6 separate regions of the Mus musculus genome follow, and all the other regions are linked to region 3. The links are chromatin contacts, called in public HiChIP or PLAC-seq, capture Hi-C and promoter capture Hi-C maps. All regions are on one chromosome and are shown on one strand. The core of a region is the stretch at or near the end of the contact, and the rest is flanking DNA. Distances in the headings are between cores, read along the strand shown.

Region 1 (4,260 bases), core at 1,433-3,932, 280 kb after region 3:
TCCTCTAGCTCTGAAGGCCCTGCTTCGGAAGCGGTCTCTGACTTGGTGTAGGCACTTATGATGCATATGATTATTAAGAGTATCATGAGCACCAGAATGACAGCCAGGACGATCAGCTTTAAGTTAAGGATCAGCTCCTCTGTGCTGGATTGGGTGGAGTTCGGCCCTGGACTGCTGTCATTTGACAGATTAACAGCAGGGCCACTGTCCACACTGCCCCCAGTGCCTTCCTCTTTGCAGTCGGGAGGTGCAAAGCCGAAGGAGCAGTGGCAGTTCCCCAGGTCATTGCACACCCCGTGCTTGTTGCATTGTTTGCTTGGACTACAGGGAAATGAGAATGGAGTGAAGTCCTCACAAATGGAATTTTTACAGACTTTATCTTTGCCACAGTAAGTGTTGTCCTTCACGTATTCCTCATGGAGGGAATCTCTCATGTCAAACACAGCTACACTCCAGCACCAGTCCTCGGTCTCAGGGACCTGGAGCAGCAAGTTGTTCGGTTGGATTTGTGGCAGGAAGGCCACCTCTGTACATATAAGTTTCCCACACATTACATTTTTATCTGAACACTTGGTATACTTTTTTGGAAATTGAGAGGAGGAGCCACAGTTTCCAAACTGGTCTCCTCTCGAGTTCAGAGAGGTGTAGCAATAATCGGAGGCAGACCTTGAACCATGCCCAAAAATACGAGAGCACTGAAAGGTAGGGTCCATGCACTGACCATTAAAGCACAAGAAGGATTCGTGGCACTTAGAGCCGTCCTGGGCTTTCCTGTCACTGGGACATGCTGCAGAGGTCCCATTGCAGTATTCTTCCAGGTCACATGGTCCGTCAGCAGGACGGCAAACATCTCCTTCCTTTTTAAAGTTACATTTAAAACAGCAAAGTTCAGTGCTGCACACTGAGTTGCCCTTCAGTTTACAATTTTCATCACAACACTGGCTTTTATCACAGTCACTGCCACAGTCACACTGCTCCAAGTCCTCCACCACACCATTCCCACAATTGGCAGCTCTGCGCATGCGGCTCTGGCGCCCAGGCTCATCAAGCAGGCACACCCCTCTGTGGTCGTGGAGGAAACGGAGGAAGTGGTCAGAGCTGCAGTTGCTGAAGCCACTGTCCTTACCGATCTTCTCACCCATGAGGCAGAAGTGCTTGGGACCACAGGTGCAGGTCGGGTGGTCGTGCTGGATACCCAGGTTGTGCCCGAGCTCGTGGGCCATGAGAGCCGCGAACAGGAGGACATCTTCATGATGGAAGGCCTCCACGGCCGCCGCAAACTCACCCGAACAGGCACCACGGAGAAACGCCTGGCCCTCGTTCTCTCCTGGGCGATGCCCGACGATCAAGTGTGCCACATCGTGCCTGACCCGGCCCACGAGTTTCTCCTGTCTCCAGAAGTTGAAATTCCTGAGTGTGGTCTGCAGGTCCACTGGGACCTCTATCGGGTCCCCCTCTGTCCAGATTTCCAGGCCCACCAGCACCACCTCTGTGTTTATCCCCCTAGTGAAGCTGTTGGCCAGAGCAATGATGTCCATTACTGCCTGGACCGTCTCGTTGATGTTACTGCCCCACATCTGGAACCGCTGGTGGTTGACCACCACAAACATCTCCACATACTTGGTGTGTGACCACCAGTCAGTCAGAACCAGTAGGTCATCGGGCTTCCTGCTCCTTGGTGGATGGCTGGTGTCCCCAGGGCTGTCTTTGGGAGTGACACTGCAGGAGACCACAGGCTGATGCTCCATGGTGTAGAGGACATGTTCAAAGTTTTTGGAAGAGAGCATGGGCTCAATGCCATAGGATGTTTCCTCTTTAATCAAGACCCCCCTGAGGCCTGAACAGATGTTGACAGAAACAAAGGAGCCTGGCACCCCTTCCATGTAGCCTTCATAGTGGCAGTCCTGGGAGAGGAGAGGCATTTCTTGCCTCAGGATGCCATTGTGGTAACTGTAGACTGGGAAGTTATTCTCAGGGTAGTGTCCCTTTACCTCGAGGTGAAGCAGCTGCTTTTGGCCTTGCATCAATAGCATGTAGGACACCTTCCCTCCAGGGTCTTTCCCCCCCTTGCCTGGCAGTCTCTCAGGGATGACAGTTTCATAGGAAGAATTATATACAGATCCAATGTCACAGAACGTGCTCGGGAGAAAAATTATTGCCAAGAGCAACATGGCCACCAGCCTGATACACCAGTGCTCTGGGATTTTCCCCAGCTTTAGTCGCTCCATCTGGGGAGGCCAAGTCTGACGTGTTCCTCCAACCTCTTACAAAGCCGCATGGGGCTCTACTTGAAAGAGAACGTGGACGCTGAATGTCTCGCTGTGGCTGAGTCTGCCATGATCCTTCTGACTCAGCTGATTCAGTGGGGCCTGCGTGTTGAATGTCAATGACAGCAGTAGCTCTCCTGATCTGGAGGCCCGGGTATTATCCCTACATCGATGCTGCGTGTTTTAAGTGTTGGTTCCTCCCCACCTCCGTGAGCTCAGCTTTCTGGCTAGGTCTTGTCCTGGTGACTCTGACCTCTGTGACCTTTCAGACAGTTTCTGTTCTTGGTTGCTTCTTTCAAAGTCAGCTCCTGTACGCCATCTCTAAGTCCTTTTGACAAGATGGAGAGAGGTGCCTCTACTACAGTGTGGGACTGTACCTTGACTGTACCTGACTCAGCAGGAGCCACACACGGAACACCCCTCCCCCACTGCTCTCAACTCTTCCTGTTGTCAGTTGCTCAGCTAACCCCAAATGTTCCAAATCAAGGAGCTTGGAGATCCCCTAGGTGGGCATACTCTGTTATATCTGTTTCCTGACCTCCAAGACCCTTGCTCTGTAGACAGGAGCGTTCTAACCCAGGGCAGGTTTTGAGCTCTGAGAAGTGTGATGGATAATCACAGATTTAGGAGACCAGACTGAGAGGTCAAGCCCCTGAGCTGTATGATGGAGCACAGAGGAGCTAGGGGCGCGGCCTGTGGAGAAGAATAGCATCGCCCTTCACAGCCTCCAGACCCAGTTTCTCAGAGGCCATGGAAGATGCATGGTAGCCTCCTGCTAACATGTCCACAGTAGCTGGCATCTCAAAGGCCTAGCCCCAACACACTGATTCCCTAAGGTTATGTGTGGTTATATGTGTGTCTTTGTTTATGTGCTAGTGTTGCGCCAGGTCGCCTGAAACTCTTAATCTTCCTCATGGTCCTGGCAGCTTATAAGATTACATGTGTTAGCCTTTCTTCTAGCCTCTATGTACCCATGTGTACACGGGTCACATGAGCTGAACTCATTCAGGTGTGCACACAGACACACTAAGTCTTCACACGATATCTTATTTGTGTATCTTATGGGACACAGTACATTAATCTTACATATATAAACATGTATGATAAAGGGGGAGTGCTTTTAGTCTATAAGTGGCACACCACAAAACCTCTCAAAGCAGTGGCTGGCTCCTCCTTCCCACCCCAGCCTACAGCCAAAGTAAAATGCCACTTCAGGAATTGTTAAAAATGGCAGCTCCTGTCAAAATGGCCCCAACAGGACATCTCAGCCAACAGCCAGCACTGGAGCCTTTCCCACCTCAGCAAGAGAGGCCCCTCAGGAGCTATCCATGGCCTACCACACCTCCTCTCAGCCTCTCTGAGCAGCCCCACAGACGTGGAGCAAAAGCCAGCTGAAGCCAGGAAGGACTCCCTAGCCTGACCCTTGGATGCAATGCAGGGAAAAGTGGGTGAAAAAGGCCACCAATCCCTGAGCTCCCAAGCTTAGGATGTGAGTCCTTGCAAGCAAGCCGCAGCCTTTCCTGGATTCATCCATCCCTTCTCCTCCAGGATTCTCCCCTTTAATAAATCTCCTTTATGAGTCTTACTGCATGGAGTGGCTTTCTCATCAGAAGAAACCGAGAAGAAAAGCTAGGAAAAGAAGAAGTGAAGAGAAGAAGGAGCAGGGCTGGGGCTCTCAAACTCCTCAGCTCAGTCAGGGGTACCCTCCCCTTGACCTGCAGCACCTCTGCTAAGGAGCCTTCCATGTCTCAGGATACCCTCCCATCCAAGCAGAGACACTTAACGGCATTTCCAGCTCTTCAAATATTAGTCACTTTTATATGTTGGGGATCTCATAATTTTCTACCAACTTTGAAGCTTGTTAGATTGTTTTTATAGATAGTTTTACCCACTGTGCTGCCAAACATTAGAACTAAACTTAGAAGCAAATCTCTTGTCAGTGACCCTTACTGACCTGTTTTCCACCTCCCTTTCCCTACCCCGTCCCTGGTGA
Region 2 (4,483 bases), core at 293-2,792, 300 kb after region 3:
TCATGATGGAAGGCCTCCACGGCCGCCGCAAACTCACCCGAACAGGCACCACGGAGAAACGCCTGGCCCTCGTTCTCTCCTGGGCGATGCCCGACGATCAAGTGTGCCACATCGTGCCTGACCCGGCCCACGAGTTTCTCCTGTCTCCAGAAGTTGAAATTCCTGAGTGTGGTCTGCAGGTCCACTGGGACCTCTATCGGGTCCCCCTCTGTCCAGATTTCCAGGCCCACCAGCACCACCTCTGTGTTTATCCCCCTAGTGAAGCTGTTGGCCAGAGCAATGATGTCCATTACTGCCTGGACCGTCTCGTTGATGTTACTGCCCCACATCTGGAACCGCTGGTGGTTGACCACCACAAACATCTCCACATACTTGGTGTGTGACCACCAGTCAGTCAGAACCAGTAGGTCATCGGGCTTCCTGCTCCTTGGTGGATGGCTGGTGTCCCCAGGGCTGTCTTTGGGAGTGACACTGCAGGAGACCACAGGCTGATGCTCCATGGTGTAGAGGACATGTTCAAAGTTTTTGGAAGAGAGCATGGGCTCAATGCCATAGGATGTTTCCTCTTTAATCAAGACCCCCCTGAGGCCTGAACAGATGTTGACAGAAACAAAGGAGCCTGGCACCCCTTCCATGTAGCCTTCATAGTGGCAGTCCTGGGAGAGGAGAGGCATTTCTTGCCTCAGGATGCCATTGTGGTAACTGTAGACTGGGAAGTTATTCTCAGGGTAGTGTCCCTTTACCTCGAGGTGAAGCAGCTGCTTTTGGCCTTGCATCAATAGCATGTAGGACACCTTCCCTCCAGGGTCTTTCCCCCCCTTGCCTGGCAGTCTCTCAGGGATGACAGTTTCATAGGAAGAATTATATACAGATCCAATGTCACAGAACGTGCTCGGGAGAAAAATCAGTAGCACCAAAATCCCTACTCTGACAGATGGCACTAGTCTCAGTCCCAAGTTCCAGTGCAGTGCCGCCCAGATGTGAGGTGTTAGCTTAGCTTCTTTTAAGGCTATTCGCCTGATCTGTGGGGAAGACAGACTGGAGGCAAACCCTCTCCCCGCTGCTGCCACTGACATGGCTCCAACAAACTGCTGATGATGGAGGATCTCTGTCCATCAGCGGCAGTGCTCTCTGCTTTTCCCAGACCCAGGCACCCAGACCTGTGCCCGTGCCTTACTGGGGAGCTTCCCAAGAAACTGTGCGGTCTCAGGCTGTGTCTCTCTCCTTTCTTTCTCCTGGCCTTGGTGGATATGTGCAGCACAGGGGCTTCTTTCAAGTGGAGGAGCTTCAGTGTTGCTTAAGTTCCTTTGACATTCATGGAGATGAGCCCTGCATCTACAGTGGCTCAGCCGGTTCTGTGCTTGTCACATCATCTTTCCTCCTCCACAGGTCATGGGCCCCTGACATGTTAACCAGCTCATACTTTCAGACTCAACATTCTGCAGGGTTTCGGGGGAGGGGACAAAGTTCTCTGGGTTCTCTGAACAATTAAGAGTTCTCTGTTGTCCTGCCTCATTCCTCATTCTTACAGTGGTCATGCTGGATGGATAGCTAGTTCTCTTAGACTGCCTGATTCCTTTCACTGGTGTACACACACACGCACACGCACACGCACACACACACAGTATTTAGATGTTCTACTTTCCCGTATCCTTGTGTCTACCAAATAAATTTTGGCTTTAAGACATGATCCTTCTCTATGGAAATTTCTAAAGCATAAGTGTTACATGATCTTATTTTTACCACAGAACTATATTAGAGCCTAAAATCTAAGTTAGTTCTCCCAATGGTCTCACCATAAAAATGAAGACAGACTGGTGACTCTAGTTAAAGCAACAAAGAAAATGGAAGTGGGCTCTGGAAGAACTCTTAAGCCCGCACACTTGCTGACTGCAGTTGGCTTGCACTGCCCACCCAAGTCCGAAGCTTTAGTTTCACCTTAGTGTTCTTCCTGCATTTAGCATTATCCATTAGAAGGAAAACAGAAGTTGTGTGAACACATTCCTTCCCCCATTTCTTCATTTTCATGCATATATACTTTAACTAAATGAAACTGTCTTTTAGGTGGTATAAAAATAATTTTATGTTATAAGTGAAATATTTACAACCTAAATCATACGAGGTATAACACTTGGGATTGGAGATTCAGAAAGGTGGTACATTTCTGTAATCCCAACACCCAGGAGACAGAGACAAGAAGATCACAAGTTCAAGGCCCGCATGGTGTTTGTGTGAGTTCTGAGCCAGCGATCCATCCAAAGCAAGACCTTCTCTCAAAAAGCAAGGCCATCACCACCAAAAAAAAAAAAAAAAAGGAAGGAAGGAAGAAAAAAAATGGAATCAGATATTGGATGGCACCAAGAAAAAATATATATATTCTCTAATAACGGAAAAACATTCTAATATAGATATATAGATATGTACATATATATCTAGATATATATAGCTATATGTATTGTGTGTGTGTATTTGTGTGTGTATGTATGTGTGTGTGTGTGTGTGTGTATGTATATATATATATATATATATATATATACATGTATATATATATATATATATATATATATATATATATATATGAAAACTTGTGGCATCTCCCCTCAGCCAGTGATGCTTGCTTCCTATCAGACAGCATTAGCATTTAGCAGAAAATGCATATTCTCACTTCACAAACTCACTTGACAGTGGGAGGGAAAGTGAGGGTCCTCAGCCATCAGCCACTGAGTAATTCAAAACCTCTTCCAAGTACCTGTTCTGGAAATGACCAACGCTATTTATTCCTCTGCTTCCCTGTGTCAGAACTAACAAACATAACACAGGTTAAGGCATAAGACAAACCAAGAATCAATAATGGAAAAAACAGTCTACTTTTTAAACTTAAAAATATGTAATTAAAATGAAATACTTAATTTTCCAGTTCTCAGATTGAAACTCATTTTCTGTGGTAGGCAGGCAAGAAATTATCCAGGAATAGAAAGGTTTAACTTCCAGCTAGGGGTAGATTTTTGAATTATTAGCAAAAAAAACTGATTCATGTTAAAACATAACTTACTACTGACCTAGAAATACACAAACCAAATTATGCTCTGATTTAGTGTGCCTAACCAGGTGAGTGACGAGAGTCAGGACATCTCCAGGGGGGTTTTTACAGATATCCAACATAGTTCTCATCTGGACAAACAGAGATACAGACTTCATCATGGGGCAAGAAGAATGTAGCTGAAAGCTGCTGAGACATGCCATGCACAGGAAAAGGAAAAGTAGCCAGAAAATGTGTGTCCGTTTCAGCCGTTCTACACTTCACCGCAGTGAAGAGGGAAACACCCTAAGCTTTTACAAGACATCCAAAGTGACACGATTCTAAGATGAACGCTAGAGTTGGTGTGTCAGTGGTTTCTCTAAAGAGAAGACTAACAGCTAACTTGTCCCCAAGGAAACACTGGATTCCAACCCCAGGAAAGGCGCACTGGAGGTCAGCAGGCACAGGAGAGCAAGTGTGGCCTCCCTGATGACCTAGGGGACAGGATTTCACTGAAAACATGCCCTAATCCAATTCTCAGCTACAGTTTTCTGGCTGGAAATTTTGCTTAAGATTGGTTTTCCTCTGCTAAGTGAGTTCCTGCTATCCTGGACAGTAGCCCCACTTCTCATAACAGCACTACTCACCTAAGAGTAACAACCTGCCCGCCCCCTGTAATCCCCAACAACACTGCTGTTCTTATTTTATATCACAAGCATCCTTACTGCATGGTGGCATCCTTCTGACACCTACCTACACTTCAGGAGTTAGGAAGTCACAAAGCCCCAAGGAATCCTTTTGATTGACAAGGATTAAACAAAAGTGAATATCTGACAAAGGGCTTGTCTTACCTGTGTCCATTAGCTCCTCTGGGTGCCAACAAAGGCAACTACAGCTCTAAAAGCCCACCATGAGTAGAGGGACTGGCTGTGCCTGTATACACAACAGTTAACAAAAGGAAACAGCTACTATCTGGGCAATAATTCTATTTCCTGAGAATAAAAAATACTGATGAGCCGGGCGTGGTGGCGCATGCTTTTAATTCCAGCACTCGGGAGGCAGAGGCAGGCAGATTTCTGAGTTCGAGGCCAGCCTGGTCTACAGAGTGAGTTCCAGGAAAGCCGGGCTACACAGAAAAACCCTGTCTTGAAAAACAAAAACAAAACAACAAAAAGATACTGACAAAAATAAACACAGCCTGGAGGATGTCACAGCCTAGGCAGAACCACTGCTCTGGACAGTCATGAGAGAGAGACAACCAAAGAACAGTGAGTGGGTCCTCTGGTGTTGTCTCTCAGAAAATCCTACTGGAAAGCAGTCAAGGGAGCAGGGCGGGGGTGAGCGCCTGCCTCTCCAGGGAAGCTTGTTCTGGAGCAGAGGCCAGATGGGTGCAAGGATGGCAAAGAACAAACCAAAGCGAATCCCAGTGGGCCTCGGGAACACACCCACCCGACAGGACAGACA
Region 3 (4,189 bases), core at 1,068-3,567:
CACTTTGTAGACCAGGCTGGCCTCGAACTCAGAAATCTGCCTGCCTCTGCCTCCCGAGTGCTGGGATTAAAGGCGTGCGCCACCACGCCCGGCTGAGAATTTTTTAAAAAAAGATTTATTAATTATTATATGTAAGTACACTGTAGCTGTCTTCAGACACACCAGAAGAGGGCATCAGATCTCATTATAGATGGTTGTGAGCCACCATGTGGTTGCTGGGATTTGAACTTAGGACCTTCAGAAGAGCAGTCAGTGCTCTTAACTGCTGAGCCATCTCTTCAGCCCTCGATCAGAGATTTTTTTTTTATCTTGCTCCAAACTACAGGAATAAAATCCATTTTAAAAATTCCCACCAAATAGACTTATTTCCAGAGGGGGTTCTATAAATATTAATTCTTCAGCTGCCTCATCAAGGTATGCTGCAAATTAATTACCATTGTTCAATTATTAAATAATCATTCATTATTCAGTCTAAAGACATTAAGGCCTGGGCGTGGACTGTTTTCACTGATTGGGGAGGGGGACGAGAGTTTATGGACCTCTTGATTTCTGATCTTAAACTATGAACACAAAATCTTTGAGCCACCAAAGCTGGGCGTTGAGAGTTTGACACCTGAACAGTTTGCTTGTTTAGCGGGTGTGAGTAAAAGGAATGAAGGGGTTCCCCTACAGCCCAAATAAGGGGGCCAGGGGTATAGAGGAATCACTCAGGCCTGGGTTCAAATCTAAGATTTGGTGTTTCCTGGCTTTGTGACACTGAGGAGACAATGAGACTTGAACCTCGCCTTGCCAGCTAATGCTGGGGCTGTGTCTAAGCTGTGACAAAGCTCCTGAGAGGATGGACTTACAGATTAGAGAGGGTTCAGCCTGCTTGGCTGGCTCTATTGCTTTTAGCCCTCTGCTGGGTCAGGACACCATGGTGATAGGAGGGTGTGGAGGAGGAAAACACTCACCTTGTGCTGGCTAGCCCAGATTGGGGTTGGAGAACGGACTGGGGAGTAGACAGGAGCCTTCTGCTTCCATATCTCCCACTAGGACCCAACCATGTTAGCCATTACCTCTCAGTAGCCAAATAAGTTTGGAATGAATCACTCAGTCCATCCCTAGATGAGGTCAGAGCACTGCTGACCCCAACACCACCTCAAGCTCCACCTCCAGACACAGCGAGTTCCAGGACAGCCAGAACTACACAGAGAAACCCTGTCTTGAAAAAACAAAACAATTGGTATAGCATTGGAAATGTAAATGAGCTAAATACCTAATAAAAAATGGAAAAAAAAAAGAAAAAACAAAACAAAACAAAACAAAACAAAAAAAACAGGAGCCAGGAGGAAAGCATTGCTTTTGTTTACTTTTAATTTTTAATTTTTAATTTTTTTTATGTGTTTGACTGTTTCCTTTATGTATGTCTGTGTGCCACATCTGTGTAATGATGGAGACGGAGACCTGAAGAGGATGTGAGGTCCCTTGGGACTGAAACTCAGGTCCCTTGGGACTGAAGTTATAAAAGGTGTGAGCTGCCCTCTGAGTGCTGGGAATTGAACCCCAGCCCTCTGGAAGAGCAACCAGTGTCAACCTGTCAATCATTTCTCCAGCCTAACAGCAATTGTTGATAGATACTTTATTTTCATCAGATGTCAGTTGCTTCTTTGTACTCTTTTTTTCCCCAGTAAATATTAACCATCTGCTGTGAGTTTTACCAAGTTCTCATGACCAAGCCTATTATATACCAGCCTTTAGTATTTTATAAATTTTATGTATTTTTTCAGATACGGAGCCTACATAGGCCTGGGTGGCCTGGAGCATCTTATGTAGCCCAGGTTGGCCTGAAACTTGATATGTAGACCAGGCTACCTGCAACTTGCAATGGTACTCCCACTTCTGTCTTCCAAGTACTGGAACAACTGGCAACCCCCACCAGGTTTGTTTACTTATAGTGCTGTAAATGGAACATAGGACCTCAGGCATTCTAGGCTAACCCTCTAAGACTGAACTATTCAAGATCTTAGAGAAGACATCTGAACCTATCTCATTTAAAAGATAACAGTGTTGACCCTCCATAATCCTTCCAGAATGAGCTCTGGCCTGAGCAACCGGTGCACACCGGAGTAAGGAGGAAAGGGGACCAGGGTGGTCTTCTCCCGGAGCCTTAGACTTCCTCAGATAGCATGGGAAGCAGGGGTGCCCAAGAGGCCATGCCTCTGAGCGCCTTGCAGCTGGGTTATAAAGCCTCGCCGGGCTGTGGGCGGGGCTAGACGGACAGGAGGGAGGAGCCTGTATTGTCCACCCCGCGGGGCATGCCGGGAACCCCGCCCCCAAGATGGCGTCTTACTGACAGTTGGCTGCGGAGCGGCAGAGGCGGATCCTGCTCGTCAGGGCGGCGGCGGCGGCGGCGGCGGCGGGGCCGGGGGTCTCCCGGGCCGGGGTTGGCGTGCGGAGGGGGATGGCGGCGCGGAACGCCTAGGGCGGAGCCGCGCGGGCGAGGCGGGCGCAGCAGGCGCGGCGGGCGCGGCGGTCGGCCATGGGTTGCTGAGGCGGCGGCGGCGGCTCTGCAGCGCCTTCTCTTAGCCATGGGCTCGTCGGCCGCGGCGGCGGCAGCTGCAGCGGCGGCGGCGGCGGCGGCGGACTCGGCGCAGTGGCTCTCGGTGAAGGAGGAGACCATCTTTCTGCACGACGGACTCATCCGGGTCACCGACCTGGCCGAGCTGCCCAGCGAGATCCTCGGCGCCCCGGAGGCCGCCGACACCGACCTGGAGGTGAGTGAGGTTCCCCGGGAGGCCGCCGCAGGTGTGTGGGATCCCGGAGAGCATCTTCGGGCCGCGCGGCCCGGAGACCCGGAGCTACGGCAGCCGCCGCCCGGCTGCTCCCCTTCCCCCCACCACGCAACCGGGAGCCTCTTGGAGGGCGCGCCCAGGTGCCTGTGCTCCGGAGACCTTTTGTATTTTGAACGCTCGCACGGACTCTGCTTCTTTTATCACAGTCCCAGCTCGGTGTTGATTTTGTATGCGTGTGTGTGTGTGTGTGTGTGTGTGTGTGTGTGCACGCGCGCGCGCCTGCCTGTGTGTTGGAGGGAGCCCGGAGTGACAGCTGCCAGGGCTTCCTTCCTCCACCATAAGCAATTCTGCAACCTGTCTGTGCAGTGCCTCGGATTGACTTGACACCCGCGCCTTTGTCAGGCCAGCCGGGGGTGGGGTGGGGTGGGGTGGGGTGGGGTGGGGGTTTGGACAGCGAGAAAGGGGATGCTACACCGCGGCCTGGGAAGGTTCAAGGGCGGGCGTGAGCGAGTATATGTGTGTGTGTGTGTGTGTGTGTGTGTACGCGTGCGCGCGCCTCGGGGGTCTCTCTCTCTCTTTCCCCCTCCCCCCCCCCCCAGTCTAGGAGCGGTGGCAGGTGCAGCAGCCAGTCTCAGCAGTTGTGGTGTCGTCCCCCCCCCCCACCACCCCGCAAAACCCATCCACCCCAAGGAAACCAAATGTGAATATGGTGGATGGGAACTTTCCACCGACTGCGCTCAGTTTTCGCATTTGCCTAGAAGTGGGAATGTTGGACTGTGGTGTTTTCATCCAGGCCAGGTGGCTGTTGACCCCCGCTTCCCCGTGGAGTGTGGTGAAATTCGTATTGTCGCAGGGAGGGGGGGTCCCTGGGGTACACCGCAGACGGGAGGGCCTCCTACACTGGGAATCTTTTGTTTTGCGGTTTTCCATATACTCTGGTATTCAGTACCACCGGCATTTATAGGCATGGGGTAAAATCCCATTGCTGTGCGTTTCTGGAAGCAGCATGGATCTGATCGCGTTCAGCGAGACTTTGGGACATGCTCGAGATGCGAATGCGGTCCGCTGTTGTTTGTGTCTGGCTTTGAGGTTGCTTCAGAATTTCCGACTGTGAACTCTTAATTGGCATATTTTACAGTCTAGCCACGATAATATGGGAGTCGATAGAGAATCCCTAACGTGGAATCATAATACATTTATGTTTTATTTGAGCCTATTCTATAAAAAGCAAGGTGTGTCTGAGTTAACCACCTGAAAACTGCAGGGCTCTGATGGTATGATGGTAGACTCTTTATTTAATGGGCGCTGCTGTGGAAAGTGGAAAGTGGATGGTGCTCTTTGTTCCTTAGAGACTAACCTAAATTTCTTGAACCCAGACCGTTTGATGTATTCGGATTAGAAGAGGGTATTTTTAA
Region 4 (4,323 bases), core at 524-3,023, 370 kb after region 3:
CCAGTTAAAAAACCAGCAGCTACTGAAATTTACAGCTTGTATTATGCAAAAGATGGGTTGTTTGTTTGTTTGTTTGTTTGTTTTCCCTTGGATTGACTCCTTGTAGCACTCCTCATGGGCATTTTCAAACAGGTCCTGCGCATGTGTAAATGGCTGCCAGGTCCTGGAAGTACATACTGCAGAAAGCAAGAGGCTAAGGCTACAACACCGGTGGTCAGCAGTCCATCTGGAGGATGTCCACGTTCAACATGAGATCCGACCACTGCTCCTACCCAGAGTTGCAAGAGACCATGGAATGTTTTGGCTAAGGGCTTACTTTTGGAATCCCAGACAAGAACCCAGACTTCACCTTAACTTGGCTCTTTAGGAACCTGACCAGACCTCAGTCTCTTGAGCTGTGTAGTGGGGATAGTTATAGCATCAAACTCCCAGTTCTAAAGCTTATGGGTTAAAGACTGAATTGTTTAGGACGCTGCCCTGCACAAAGGTTGGGGGAGGGGACTTTTGGGGAACCCGGACTGCAGCTCACACCAAGTGCCAAGTGCACGAGGCCCTGTAGTATCAAGAGACATGGGATCACTGTCGCCCAGCACTGGGAAGCCTGGGGCAGGAGAATTACAAGTTCAAGGCCAGCCTGGACAACTTAGTGAGATCCTGTTTCAAAGAAAAAGTAGAGAGAAAGCTGAAGACCGGAGGTGGTAGCTGCGTGTCTGGCCTGCACAAATCCAAAGTGGGGTGGGAGTGGCTGACGGAAGAACACAGAATTCCGGGCCAGCCTTGGCTACAAAATGAGATCTTCTTTCAAAATAACACATCAAGATATCAGCCCTGACTGCTTTCCCATTTTACAGAAGAGGGCAGCCAAGTCCCACTTGTTGCACAAACAAAAAGAATACTTCACAACCACGTTCTTTCATGTGATTCCAGACTTTACCAAAACTCAAAAAGCTAAGACAACATTCCAAAGTCCCGGTTGGGTAAGAGCGGCCACAGAGGGGTCCTGACCCAGCTTTTGCTTCTGAACTCTGGCTCAGGTCTGCGTGAATCGGGTAGGGGTGTATGGGAGGTCTCGCAGAGAGGAGCTGGGACGGCTGGGCCTTCCTGGGTGAACCCGGACCGCGCGGGGAAGGAGCAGGCTGCATCGATGCGGGGTAAAGAGGCCCAGGACTGTCCCAGGCCGAGAGGCGACACACTGCGGCCACATGGGCAAGGGAAGACGCGCGCAAAGATCGCTGGGCGCGGAGGGGAAACTGAGGCCGCGTCGCCCGCTCCGTCCCGCCCTAGGGCCCGAGGAGGCGAAGTGAGTCTCACCTGGTTGCAGAAGACCTCAGGCTGATGGTTGGGGGCTGGCACCGCGCTGGTGGCGGCGGCGGACAACAGGCGGCTCAGGCGCGGTCCGCGGCGGACAGTGGTGAGTGCGGCGCGCAGCATGCTGAACTGAGCGGAGCTTAACTGACCCGAACTGAACTGAAATGGGCGAGCCGAGCCGAACGGAGCCGAGAGAAGCCTTGCCGATCGGAGGGCGACTGCAGCGTTGAAGAACAAGTCCTCGCCTCCGCCCCCTGCAGCCGCCAATGGGAGGCGGAGACACGGGGGCGTGGTCAGGGAGTCCCAGCCCCTCACGGCCTAAGGGGCGCGACCCCTGGCTCCCAAAGCCAAGTCAGAGATGGAGTTTGCAGAACCCTGAGAAAGCCTAGCCAGAGTGGTGTGCGCTCCTAGCAGGGTGGCTGGCGCCTAAGGCTCACATCTGTGCAGATATGGCGGCGAAGAGAATTCATGAATGCGGTTATTCCATGAACAGCCTGGGACTGGGCACTTGAGGTGCAGGACGTCATTGGCTAGAAAGAGACGTGGACGCCTGGTCACTTGTGTGCCTTTCAACCAGGTGAACGCATCACTAGGCTAAGGAGATGGTGAGAATCTTGGCAGGGGCTTCTGGGTAGTGCAAAGAGAAGTGTTTTGAAACCCAGGAGCCCCAAACTGGGTGGAGCCCTTGGAAGCTGAGGCCCAGCCTGTTTCTGAAGCACCCAGAAGGAGGAGACTGCTGTGTATGAGCATCGCCCTGCTTTGGTGACTCGAAGGATATTGTCACCCGCGCTGTAATAGCCAGTGACCAGACAAGGTGTCTGGGCGCGTTTCCTCGTGTGCCTCTCATTTTAGCACCGGACAGCTGAAGTTGTTCCGGACTCCGCACCGTTAGCACAAAACATGAGGAAAAAAGCATTTAAGGACCTCACAGGCTGGTCACATGACCCACCGTAGGTGCAAAGGAATCTGGGAAACTGAGAACGCTGTTGGGAGAAATTAAAAAGGAGCCACTGAGCAGACTTCCAGATTCCCCCCGGGGGTCTGCACATACAGAAATCCAAAAGATATGCTCGAATTTCATATCTCCCTGGAGACTGTGCAGCTCTGTATTAGTCAATCAGGTCAGAATGAAAGCTTGGCTCAGAGAGACACACAGGACCCCTTTGTTTTCAGAATTAAAAAAGAAAAACAGCAGAAAAATGGGTCTGGGTCTTTAATCTCAGCATTCAGGAAGTATTTATTTTATGTTTATGAGTACACTGTAGCTGTACTGATGGTTGTGAGCGATCATGTGGTTGCTGGGAATTTGAATTCAGGACTTCTGCTTGCTTGCTCAGGTCGGCCCCGCTGGCTTCAGTCTAAAGATTTATTTATTATATATCTAAGAACACTGTAGCTTTCTTCAGACACACAGAGGATGTCAGATCTCATTACTGATGGTTGTGAGCCACCATGTGGTTGCTGAGATTTGAACTCAGGACCTTTTGAAAAGCAGTCAGTGCTCTTAACCTCTGAGCCATTTCTCCAGCCCTAGCATTCAGGAAGTAGAAGCAAGCAAATCTCTAGAAAGCTCGAGGCCAGCCTGGTGGTCTACATATGAGTTCCGGCTAGCCATCAATATATACATACATACATATATATATGTATATATATATATCCCTTCAAAAGTTTCACCTGCAGGGGCCCTCTGGGTGTGTTTGCTTGTTCTGCGTGGCAATTCGCCCTTGTGCAGAAGTAAACCATTTTGCCTTGCCAAATGTGGATCGTGAATCTCCACACCCATTTCCTGCAGGAAGGTGTCCCCATTCACTGTTTGTAAAAGGGCTACTTGCTGTCTCATTGACTACAGGCCCATTACCATTTAAAGAATTTTCTATGGGTGACATTTAGGTGGCTTCCAATCTTGGGGGACTACAAATAATGCCCCGGTTTGTAGAGCCACTAAGTCATGGGACATTTCCTAATTAAATACTGATAGTGCTATATACAGGCTCCTCCTCCATTTATGATTGGGTGTGGCCTTTAACTCTTCTCAGGTTGGAAGTATCACAAATCAAGAATGTGTTGAAAGTCTACTTTCGGGCTGAAGAGATGGCTCAGCTGTTAAGAGCACCGACTGCTTTTCCAGGGGTCCCCAGTTCAATTTTCAGCAACTACATGGTGGCTCAGAACCATCTGATGCCCTCTTCTGGTGTGCCTGAAGACAACGGCAGTGCACTCATATACATAAAATTAAAAAAAAAAAAACCTAAAACAAACAAAAAAAGACTTTTAAGAAAGTCTACTTTCTCGTGGTACCTGCCCTGTAACATCAGCATTCAGGAAGTGGAGTCAGGAGGATCAGGAGTTGAAGGTCAACCTGAGCTACATAAAGAGTTCTAGGCTAGTCTGGGCTACAGGAGACTCTATTTCAAACAAACAAATTACTTCCACACCCCTACCACAGAACACAGCTTATCTATTGTCACTGCCGTGCTGTAAATCCTACTTATCAAAAGTCAGTAAAAAGACTGGGTAGGATGGGACCCCAGTGTCGGACAGTGCCACCGCCCTATGGGAATCCATCCTGTTGCGTGCCAAGAGAAGCACAGGGAAGAAGAAGATAGTGCAGGTTGCTCAAAGTCACGTGTCCTTCCCCACTGGGTACCAGGACAGTTCCTGATGGACACAGGATGGTCGGATCTGAAGAAGCCAGGGGTGATCATCAGATCCTTCCCTTGTATCTTCTGAAGCCATGGTGTTCTCTCTCTCTCTCTCTTCTCTCTCTCTCTCTCTCTCTCTCTCTTCTCTCTCTCTCACACACACATCTATTCTTGTGGGAGACTCCACTGGGAGTCCATGGATGTTGGGGGAACTTTACCTTGAATGGATGGTAAACTTTTCTAAGAGGTTCCTCAGATCAATTCTCCTGATAAATGCAGGAGGAACTGAGAACGGGAAGCAGGAAACTCCGGACAGCTTCCCAGAGCCAGCAAGTGCAGTTTTGCCCAGCCAGGGTCACTTTTATTGTTACAG
Region 5 (4,129 bases), core at 266-2,765, 450 kb after region 3:
TGATAATATGACCTTGAGGAAATCCAGTCTTTGAGGAAGGAATTTGTAAGTCATCATCAGAACATGAAGACCAAAATGGCTGGGTCACGGTAGGGACCTCCCTCGTGTGCTTATGCAGGACTGACTGGGATTCTGGTCCTCTTAAACATAAAAGCATGGAGAGCCCAGCTGGCCAGTGCTGGCACACACCTTTCATCCCAGCACTCAGGAGGCAGAGGCAGGCGGATTTCTGAGTTCGAGGACAGCCAGGGCTACACAGAGAAACCCAGTCTTGAAACAAAGAAACAAACAGTAAAAACACACTCAGCTCTGTAGCTGTCTGGCAGAGGAAGCTCTGATAATGATCCTCTCAGAGTTGAACAACAAATTAAACAAAACCTGAAGTTGGCATTCTTTAAATTTCTGGTTGTTTATAATTCTAGCATTTAGTCTCTTAAGGACAAGGTCTCCTGAGGTCATTAAAACTGCCCTAAAGCAGTGTTTACTTTTCTGTGTATGAGTGTTTTGCCTGCAGGTATGTCATATACTGTAATGTGTGGGTGTTCTTGGAGCTCAGAAGAGTGCATCTGACCCCGACCACTGAAGTCAAGGATGGTTGTGAGCACCATGCAGGTGCTGGGAATCAAACCTGGGTCCTCTGAAAGAGCAAGTGCTCTTTACACTGAACCATGTCTCCAGCCCCTGCCCCTCAGACTCCACCTAACCCTTCCCTTCCCTTCCCCTCCCCTCCCCTTCCCTCCCTCCCCCTCCCTTCTTCTTCCCCTCCCTCCTCCTCCCCTCACCTTCTTTCCCTTCTCCTCTCCTCTCCTCTCCTCTCCTCTCCTCTCCTCTCTTCTCTTCTCCTCTTTTCTTTTCTTTTCTTTTCTTTTCTTTTCTTTTCTTTTCTTTTCTTTCTTCTTCCAGACAGTTTCTCTGTGTGTCCCTGGCTATTTTAGAATTCGCTCTGTAGACCAGGCTGACCTAAAATCAGCCTCAAAAGTATATGTCTTTGATACAGATGAACAGTTCCCTCACAAATATAATGTGCACAGTGTAGGTTAGGTTTAGTCTCCTACCTGTCCTTTCTGTGATGAGTCCTGTTATTTGGTGAGCGCTTAACACATCTCATGATCCAAGGAGGCCTCTGTTTGTTCAGCAGCCTTAGCCAGTGCCTTGTGCTGTAGAAGTTGAGCCCAGCCTGGCTCCTTCCTCAGTAAGCACCTCAGCCTGTGAGATCTTCCTCCTCATCCAGGAATGTCTCTGGGGACACTGGAGGGTGGGGAGGCCTCTTCGTTGTCCCACAGCCAGCTCTACATATGTGAACTTAAAATTCACTGCCCCTTCAGTCAAACTACATCAGGATTGACCGCCCTTCTCGGGGCTGAGTTTAACCAATAGGCTTATGTGAAGAAAGCATAAATAAGCAAAAATCCAAAGTGCAGGTCTGGAGAGATGGCTCAGCAATCAAGAGTGCTGGCTGCTCTTGGAGGGGATCTTAGTTCAGTCTCTGACCAACCAGTTGGCAGTCATAACTGTAACCACACTTGATGGGGATCAGACGCCCTCTTCTGGCCTCCTCAGGCACTGCATGCATGTGGTACACACACATACAGGCAAAACACCCTCACACATAAAATAAAAATTAATGTAAATCTGTGAGCTTACATTACTGGAATGGAAGAAGAAACTGTTGTACTGTGGCTTTGAGATTGAGGGCCTGAGAAGGAGAGGCAGGAAGGATGCTTTGGTGGAACAGCCTTGATGGAAGAGAAAACAGTTTTGTTTTTGAGGAAGCTGTCCCCATCCCCTAAGCAGCTCGTCAGCATGAGTAGTGCTGGAGCAGGCGGCCTTCCTGTGTTTGGTCTGACGCCCCTGCCGGGACAAACTGAGTTTAGCACTGGAGTCGTCTTGTTGCTTTACACTAAGCCTGATCTGGTGTTGTTTTGCGTTACCTTCTCCACGTCTATTACAATTTATGCCACCATGAAAGAGCAGCTCAGTGTTGAAGGCTGGTTAGTCTGGGTTGTGAACTGCCACATGCGGAACTGAGCCCTGGATCTTTGTGAGAGCAGGCAGTGCTCTCTCACAGCCCCAGGCTAGGACACCTTGATCTGCACGAGGCATCCTGACAGGTGATTGGTGTGGAGTGCTTCCTCAGTCAACTGAAGATGAGCTGGCTTTTCATCCGTACTGCTCCTTATTCTTTAACAAGATGATAAGTTTGGGTTTTGTTGGTTTTTTTTTTGTTTTTTTTTTTTTTGTTTTTTTTTTGAGACAGGATTTCTCTGTGTTATCCTGGATGTCTTGGAACTCACTCTGTAGACCAGAATGATCTTGAACTCAGAGATCTGCCTGCCTCTGCCTCCCAAGTGCTGGGATTAAAGGCCTGTAGAAGGGTGCCCAACTTTTTTTCCTTTCTTTTTTTTTTTTTTCCTCAAATGAATGATGGTTCTTTAAGGGCATCATGTATGTATGTGTGTATGTATGTATGCTTGTATGTATTTATTTATTAGATGTATGTGAGTACACTGTAGTTGTCTTCAGGCACACTAGAAGAGGGCATCAGACCCCATTTCAGATGGTTCTGAGCCACCATGTGGTTGCTGGGAATTGAACTCAGGACCTCTGGAAGAGCAGTCAATGCTCTTAACCATCTCTTCACCCCTAGTCTTCGTCCCCTACTCCATTTTTTCCAATTTTTGTGTGACAGTTACAATTTAGTTCCAGAATTTTAAGAAGTATGTGTCTTCTTCCAAGTGCCTCAAAAATAATGACTACTGGGGAAAGAACTGTCCAGAAACTTGTAGACAGATGGCAGGTTGAATGTTCTCTGCTCAGCACATGGCACTACCTTCTGCCTTGTAAGGCAAACCTCTCAACAGCCTGGACACCGAGCTGCAGAGCTCTGTTGACTTGATGGCTCCAGAGCTTGCTGCTTCTATTGCAAATGTGTGGGGATGTGGGAATGGAGAGTGCATCTTCCATGACCAGCCTTTATTTTCCCCTCTCCCTATGGTATGCACAGGCTGATGCAGACAGTTTCTACATGGCGTGCAATGGCCGCCAGTTCAACTCAATCGAAGATGACGTCTGCCAGCTGGTCTATGTGGAAAGGGCTGAAGTGCTGAAATCTGAAGATGTAAGTGTGAAGTCTTCTTACATCTGATGAAATGTTGATCCGTACAGAATTGAATGTTAAGATGCTTGCCAAACATCAGGAATAGGCCTTCCTGTAAAGACTGAGAGTAGAAACAAGATGGGCTCTGGGGTCTGGGAGAAAAGGGGAGTGGGAGGGGCCAGCAAACAGATGTAGAGGTTCTTCTGGGCTAATGGATTGTTGACGGATGGTGGTGCGGGATGTAGGATGAATGGAGTAGTTAGCGTGGACATACTAAAATCCACCCAGTTTAAAATGGAGAGTCTTAGCACTGAATAGGGAGGGGCATGAATTCACAGGTGGTTTGGCAAGGTCAAAGCTAACACTGCAAGGTCCTTCTTAAAAAACAAACATACGAAAAAATGTTATATCTCAGTTTTTAAAGATTTATTTATTATTTATTTTATGTATATGAGTACATTGTAGCTATCTTCAGACACACCAGAAGAAGGTGTCAGATCTCATTACAGATGGTTGTGAGCCATCATGTGGTTGCTGGAAATTGAATCAGGTCCTCTGAAAGAGCAGTCAATGCTCTTAACCACTCAGACATCTTTCCTGCCCATTATATCTCTCATCTTTAAGATGTAGAAAACAGGTTTGGTAGCACATGCATGTGACCCTAGCACTCAGGAAGCAGAGGTAAGAGACTATTGAGTTGGAGGCCAACCTAGGCTATATAATAAGGTCCTGTCCCCAAATCAAAGAAAAGATTTCTGCCCTGTTAAAACTATCCCAGAACGATGGAGTACAGTTTGGAGCAGAAAGAAGCATATTTGTTCAAACTATTAACCCCAATCTCCATCCTAGCTTTTTGTTTTAGGGTTTCTCTGTGTAGCCCTGGCTGTCCTGAATCTTGCTGTGTAGACCATGCTAACCTTGAACTCACAGAAATTCATCTGCCTCTGCCTCCCTGGTACTAGTATTAAAGGCCTGTGCTACCATGCTTAGTTTTTTGTTTTGTTTGTTTAAGGCAGGCTGTCCTAGAACTCA
Region 6 (4,704 bases), core at 2,037-4,536, 400 kb after region 3:
GATGCCCTCTTCAGGTAAATCTGAAGACAGCTACAGTGTACTTAGATAAAAAAAAAGAAAGGAAGAAAGAAAGAAAGAAAGAAAGAAAGAAAGAAAGAAAGAAAGGTGAGAGCTTAAAGAGAAGAGGGGCCAAGCAGCTCCAAAAAAAAAAAAAAAAAAAAAAAAAGGAACCTTTCGTGTCTTTTTTCTCTTTTATTCTTGAGAAAAAAAATCTTGCTCTGTAGCCCAAGCTGTCTCAGGTGCTTGGGTCCAGGCAATCCTCCTGCCTTAGTCTCCTTACATAGCTGGCATGGGAGGGACATATGGACCGCTGTGCCCAGCTAACAAAAGATCAAATAGTAAACCATGAAAATCTCAAGATGTACCGATTCATCAAAATTTGGCCGCATTTTGTACTTAAAACAAAACAAAACAAAACAAACCCCAAACTCCAGACTCATGAGCCTCTCTCAATTTTCGTCTTTCCATGCCGAGGCCAAAGTCTATGAAAGACAACACCCTGATGCGGAGGCAGAGGTTACAGGCTTATGCTGCCACTTCTGTGTTGTGTATCCCTGGGGAATCTGGCCTTTGTGCACACTAGGCAAGCACTCTGTCTGTCCCCCTTCTCTCCAGGCCTTGGCACCTGCTGTGCCACCAGACCAGAGCTGTTCCCCTGCTTCACCTGGCTGGTGAATTTCTACTCACTGTTACACCTCAGCCTTGCCCTCTTCTCTGTAGATTTTATTTCTTTTCCCCATTGCTGACTGTGGCAGTTTTGTGGTGGGCTCCCACCCCCAATGGCCCTTTTTCATAACTGTAGTGGAGTATTTAACCTCTACAAACACGAACTGTTCTCCTAACTGCTTCTATGGTAAGCCCCACAAGACAAGGATTGTGTTGTCTTTTAGACAGCCATCTCTTGGGGCTCGGTGCTAGAGTCAGAACAGCACCTCAGGCTAAATGACCTGAAGGATGAGAAACTGGATAGATCAGAAAATAGCATGGAGTCCTGAGGATGCATGGCTGTATCCCTAGCACATGAGAGGCAGAGGCAGAGGCAGAAGCAGGGCAGCCTTGAATGTCCAAGCTAGCCCAGGCTAGCCAGCAAGGAAAGGGAGAGAGGGTGCAGGGAGGGAAGAGCTAGGGACATGTTTGAGTGGCTGTGATCCAGGATGACTCCTTGTCCACTTCTGGTTAGCAATGCTAGTTTCCTGGGACTGGCATCTTCTATACCACAGAGCATCTTTGTTTTCTCCTTGTCAATCAGAATGAGGTTAGACTAATGTAGGCTTCCTGCCTCGATCATATTTCATAAATGACCACATGGTGTATAGTTTTATATTACAGACATGGTGTTGTAAAGACATAAGGGATCTTGTGTTTGACTGGTTTCCAAATCTGATTCTGCTATCCACTGACAGTGAGGTCCTAGATATGTTAGCCTCTCTGAGCCTCAGCTTCTTCCTCTGTAAAACGGGGACAATTACAGTACCTATTGCAAAGGTGGGGGCAGGTTACCATTGCCTAAGATACAGAATGTAGAGCTATCAAGTTAGTGTGTGTCACACTACTTAGGGTTATCTAACACTTGACTTGGGGGTGTGCCTCAGCAGAATGGCTTGTGCTTAGCATGTTGGAGACTCTAGGTCAACCTCAGCACCATAAACTAGTGTCTGACACAGTCAGATGATCTACACTCTGTGGATGCATGGTGCATTTTCATATATTCCCATTATTCTCCATGAGGGAGGTGTGATTTGGCTAGATCCATGCAAATTTTTTGGTGGTCATCATGAGTTGAGAGTACTACTGTGGTCTATGGTTCATGGGCACACATACACGCACCCAGAAGTGGTATCAGGACGTGAAATGTGAACAGAAGTTGGGAAACCCTAGCATTAAAAGGGTATGAGACATATTACATAGGAAATAGTGTGAACACCTCTATATATTGTATGTTCCTGTTAAAGGTACAATTTGTATACATGGCCTCTCCTGGACCTCTTACATTATAGCATGTACACAATATTATCTGCCCTGTCGTGTCATGTTTTTTTCTCCAAATACGCACTAATCTTACCTGGCTTTTCTCTCTCTCTTTCTTTCTCTCTCTCTCTCTCTCTCTCTCTCTCTCTCTCTCGTGTGTGTGTGTGTGTGTACTGGACATTATGTCGATTATGTCATGTGTGTTTGTGTGTTTATACTAGACACTGAACTCAGAGCTATAACCCAAGCATTCTACCACTGAAGTGCATTCCTCAGTGTGTGTGCTCACTATAGCACCTGCACAGAGGACAATCTTGAGTTAGTTCTATCCTGCTATCTTGTGAAGCACAAAGCCTTCAGCAGAAGTCTGTAACCCTGGCACTGGCGAGGTGGAAAAGGCAGGAGGGTCAGAAGTTCAAGGACATCCGATTCCAATACATAGAGAACACAGCTTATTTTTTCTCCAATATATAGGGTTCTCAGTATCTTGGGCTATACCAGACGTTGTCTCAAAACAATTAAACAATGGCCAGAAGGTGGTGGGGCAGGACTGTATAGAACTCCGGAAGCAGAGGCAGGCAGATCTATGAGTTCGAGGACAGCCTGGTCTACAGAGTGAGTTCCAGGACAGTTAGGCGTACTTGGAGAAACTCTGACTGGGAGAAGAAACCAATAAAAACAAACAAAATAAAACCAAACAGAATCAACAACAAAACCAATTTTAACCATGACCTCTAGGCTTTCCAGTGTATCCCTGTCTCTATACATCGTTTCATTTCTCAACCGTGCAGTTATGCATTAAGAGCTCAGGATCGCACGAGTGCCAAAGCTTGTCCTGTCTGGGGCTGTTTTCTTTTCTTTTTTCTTGTTCTTTTTTTTTTTTTTTTTAAGTTTTTTCGAGACAGGGTTTCTCTGTATAGCCCTGGCTGTCCTGGAACTCACTCTGTAGACCAGCTGGCCTCGAACTCAGAAATTCGCCTGCCTCTGCCTCTGCCTCCCAAGTGCTGGGATTAAAGGCGTGCGCCACCACACCCGGCTCTGGGGCTGTTTTCTGTGTCCGCAAAATCATCATCCCACGCAGCCCCGCAGTGCTCGGCTCTCAGTGGATTATCTGTGAAGCCACTGCGCTCCTAGCCAGCCCATCGTCATACCTGCAGAAAGTTACAACCCTGAGGTCGAAGACCCAGGAACCCTCTGATTCACGGTGAACCCTGCGGGAAAACTAGGGAGGACAAATGGAGGAGTCAGATGCAAAACAAACCAGAAGACTCAGCGCGCACTGCGCACGCTCCTCGGACACTGTCCAGACGGTCAGCCAAGGGGGGGGGGGGGGGGCAGAAGCGACTGACGAAAGCGCATGCGCGACTTGGGCCACGCCTCTTCCCGCCGGCGGGTGCGCGTGCGCGACCCCGCGGGTCAGAGACGGCGGCCGACAGACGGAAGCGGAGGTTGTGACTCGGCCACTTGGGGCTGCCGCTGCTGAGGCGGTGGCGGCGCTGCCACCGGTGGGCTCGTCCGGCCACCGGGGCCCACTCCGAGCAGGTGACTGGCCACACCGATCATTCTGTACTTTGAGCTAAAGATCGGAAGATTGGGAGTTTAAAGGCAGCCAGGGGTACAGCTTGATCTCACGCCAGAAAAGACAGGAGGTCACGTCCAAGTGTGGCGGTCGTCCAAGCCTTTATCCCAACTGGATTTTGGATGGAGCTTCAGTCACTCTGAACACTTGATGTCTTCTTGGATGGTTTGCAGTGTCAGCATGTCCTCACTGTGTGCCACAAGAGTGTGGTTTTACTTATTTCTTCTAGACTCAGGTACATGTCCAGTGTCTGCCACAGCTACTGCACAGGCATCGGTGCCGGGAAGCCGCTGTCCACCTGGGCAGCTGCTCTGCCTACGACAGCAGCCATTTCTAGCTCTACTTTTAGTTTCTTTCTGTCTCCTCCTGTCCTCTTCCCTTTCCTCTCCTTTCTTCTGTCTCTTTCTCCCTCTCTCCTTGCTAAGTACAGTTCTACCCCTAAACTCTCAGTCCCTGTCTGTCTGTTGTTTTAATGGAAGCAAGGTCTCAGGTCAGAGATGTAGTTCTGTTGGTGAATTCTTGCCTAGCATAGAAGCGAGGCTAGCCCCAAAAAGGATACCCTGGGTGGAATTCCTAGCACTGCCTGAACCAGACATGGTGCATCCTAGTTTTAGGGAGTTGGAGGCTTGAGGACCCGAAATTCAAGGTCATCCTTGACTATATAGAAAGCTTGAGGCTAGCCTAGTCTACATGAGACCCGTTTCTAAAGCAAACTAGGGGACCAGGGAGGTGCTCAGCAGGTAGAGCATTTCCTGCACTTGCAGTCACTGGTTTGGTTCCCAGCACCCAGGCTGAACAGCTGGGTGTTACTTCACAACCAGGAATCTGAAGGTCTCTTCTGGCTTCTACAAGTATTGTTTCACATGTTGTATAGAATATACTCAAGCACACACATGTGGACAGATACTATAAATCACGACTCTAAGATGGAAAGCAAGCCCTCACCACATAAATCCAGCTGATCTGGCACTCATGCAAGCAAAGCTAGCCTTGAGCTTCTGGCGTCCTTCACGTCTCCCCTGAGTGCCCCCTACACACATGCCCCTCTGCACCTGCCAGCTTCTTCAGGACTAAGGAGAGGCAGGTAGACTGGTGCTTCCTTCTTGCCTCTGCCTACTCCTGCGTTCTCCTTGCTCTTCATGACCGAGCAAAGATGG

What was found. Promoter capture Hi-C pulls out the DNA fragments that hold promoters and counts their contacts. HiChIP or PLAC-seq counts read pairs in DNA pulled down with a chosen protein or histone mark. Capture Hi-C pulls out chosen DNA fragments and counts their contacts.
Region 1: a promoter capture Hi-C map of adipose tissue shows a contact between it and region 3. The contact joins the promoter of Adam1b here to the promoter of Hectd4 in region 3. A contact is called at or near these places in 8 of 39 promoter capture datasets (the 3T3-L1 cell line, cranial neural crest, embryonic stem cells and 3 more), 3 of 115 datasets of contacts at active chromatin or transcription factors (embryonic limb bud and embryonic stem cells) and 2 of 9 other capture datasets (adipose tissue and embryonic stem cells).
Region 2: a contact with region 3 is called in a promoter capture Hi-C map of stem cell-derived epiblast-like cells, with 2.2 times the contacts expected there. The contact joins the promoter of Adam1a here to the promoter of Hectd4 in region 3. A contact is called at or near these places in 6 of 39 promoter capture datasets (the 3T3-L1 cell line, cranial neural crest, embryonic stem cells and 2 more), 1 of 484 Hi-C or Micro-C datasets (embryonic stem cells), 2 of 115 datasets of contacts at active chromatin or transcription factors (embryonic stem cells and stem cell-derived neural progenitor cells) and 4 of 9 other capture datasets (adipose tissue, embryonic stem cells, liver and 1 more).
Region 4: a contact with region 3 is called in an H3K4me3 HiChIP or PLAC-seq map of embryonic stem cells, with 12 read pairs. The contact joins the promoter of Aldh2 here to the promoter of Hectd4 in region 3. A contact is called at or near these places in 1 of 39 promoter capture datasets (liver), 1 of 15 datasets of contacts at CTCF or cohesin (embryonic stem cells), 4 of 484 Hi-C or Micro-C datasets (the N1E-115 cell line, embryonic stem cells and extraembryonic endoderm stem cells), 4 of 115 datasets of contacts at active chromatin or transcription factors (all in embryonic stem cells) and 2 of 9 other capture datasets (adipose tissue and embryonic stem cells).
Region 5: a promoter capture Hi-C map of embryonic stem cells shows a contact between it and region 3, with 2.5 times the contacts expected there. The contact joins the enhancer-like site here to the promoter of Hectd4 in region 3. A contact is called at or near these places in 3 of 39 promoter capture datasets (embryonic stem cells, liver and stem cell-derived epiblast-like cells) and 1 of 9 other capture datasets (liver).
Region 6: a contact with region 3 is called in a capture Hi-C map of embryonic stem cells, with 2.8 times the contacts expected there. The contact joins the promoter of Acad12 here to the promoter of Hectd4 in region 3. A contact is called at or near these places in 1 of 39 promoter capture datasets (embryonic stem cells), 1 of 484 Hi-C or Micro-C datasets (embryonic stem cells) and 2 of 9 other capture datasets (embryonic stem cells and liver).

The regions. Positions count from the first base shown.
Region 1 is chr5:121,500,753-121,505,012 of GRCm38.p6, forward strand. It overlaps Adam1b (a disintegrin and metallopeptidase domain 1b), which reads right to left and starts at 2,683. Exons shown (of 1, transcript NM_172125.3): 1 at 1-2,683. The coding sequence starts at 2,228. It also overlaps a transcript of Tmem116 not described here.
Region 2 is chr5:121,520,153-121,524,635 of GRCm38.p6, forward strand. Adam1a (a disintegrin and metallopeptidase domain 1a) reads right to left here and starts at 1,543. Exons shown (of 1, transcript NM_172126.2): 1 at 1-1,543. The coding sequence starts at 1,076.
Region 3 is chr5:121,217,902-121,222,090 of GRCm38.p6, forward strand. It overlaps Hectd4 (HECT domain E3 ubiquitin protein ligase 4), which reads left to right and starts at 2,318. Exons shown (of 76, transcript NM_181421.4): 1 at 2,318-2,756. The coding sequence starts at 2,571.
Region 4 is chr5:121,592,051-121,596,373 of GRCm38.p6, forward strand. Aldh2 (aldehyde dehydrogenase 2, mitochondrial) reads right to left here and starts at 1,774. Exons shown (of 13, transcript NM_009656.4): 1 at 1,312-1,774. The coding sequence starts at 1,431.
Region 5 is chr5:121,669,081-121,673,209 of GRCm38.p6, forward strand. It overlaps Brap (BRCA1 associated protein), which reads left to right. Exons shown (of 12, transcript NM_028227.3): 5 at 3,005-3,118. Among named protein-coding and RNA genes, the nearest start is that of Brap, 11 kb to the left of the region's middle. Within about 2 kb of position 1,516, at least 13 of the 459 cell types and tissues checked have an H3K27ac peak or open chromatin away from gene starts, as enhancers often do. A contact at or near this core is called in embryonic stem cells, where this site is marked.
Region 6 is chr5:121,615,652-121,620,355 of GRCm38.p6, forward strand. Acad12 (acyl-Coenzyme A dehydrogenase family, member 12) reads right to left here and starts at 3,287. Exons shown (of 11, transcript NM_178799.3): 1 at 3,120-3,287.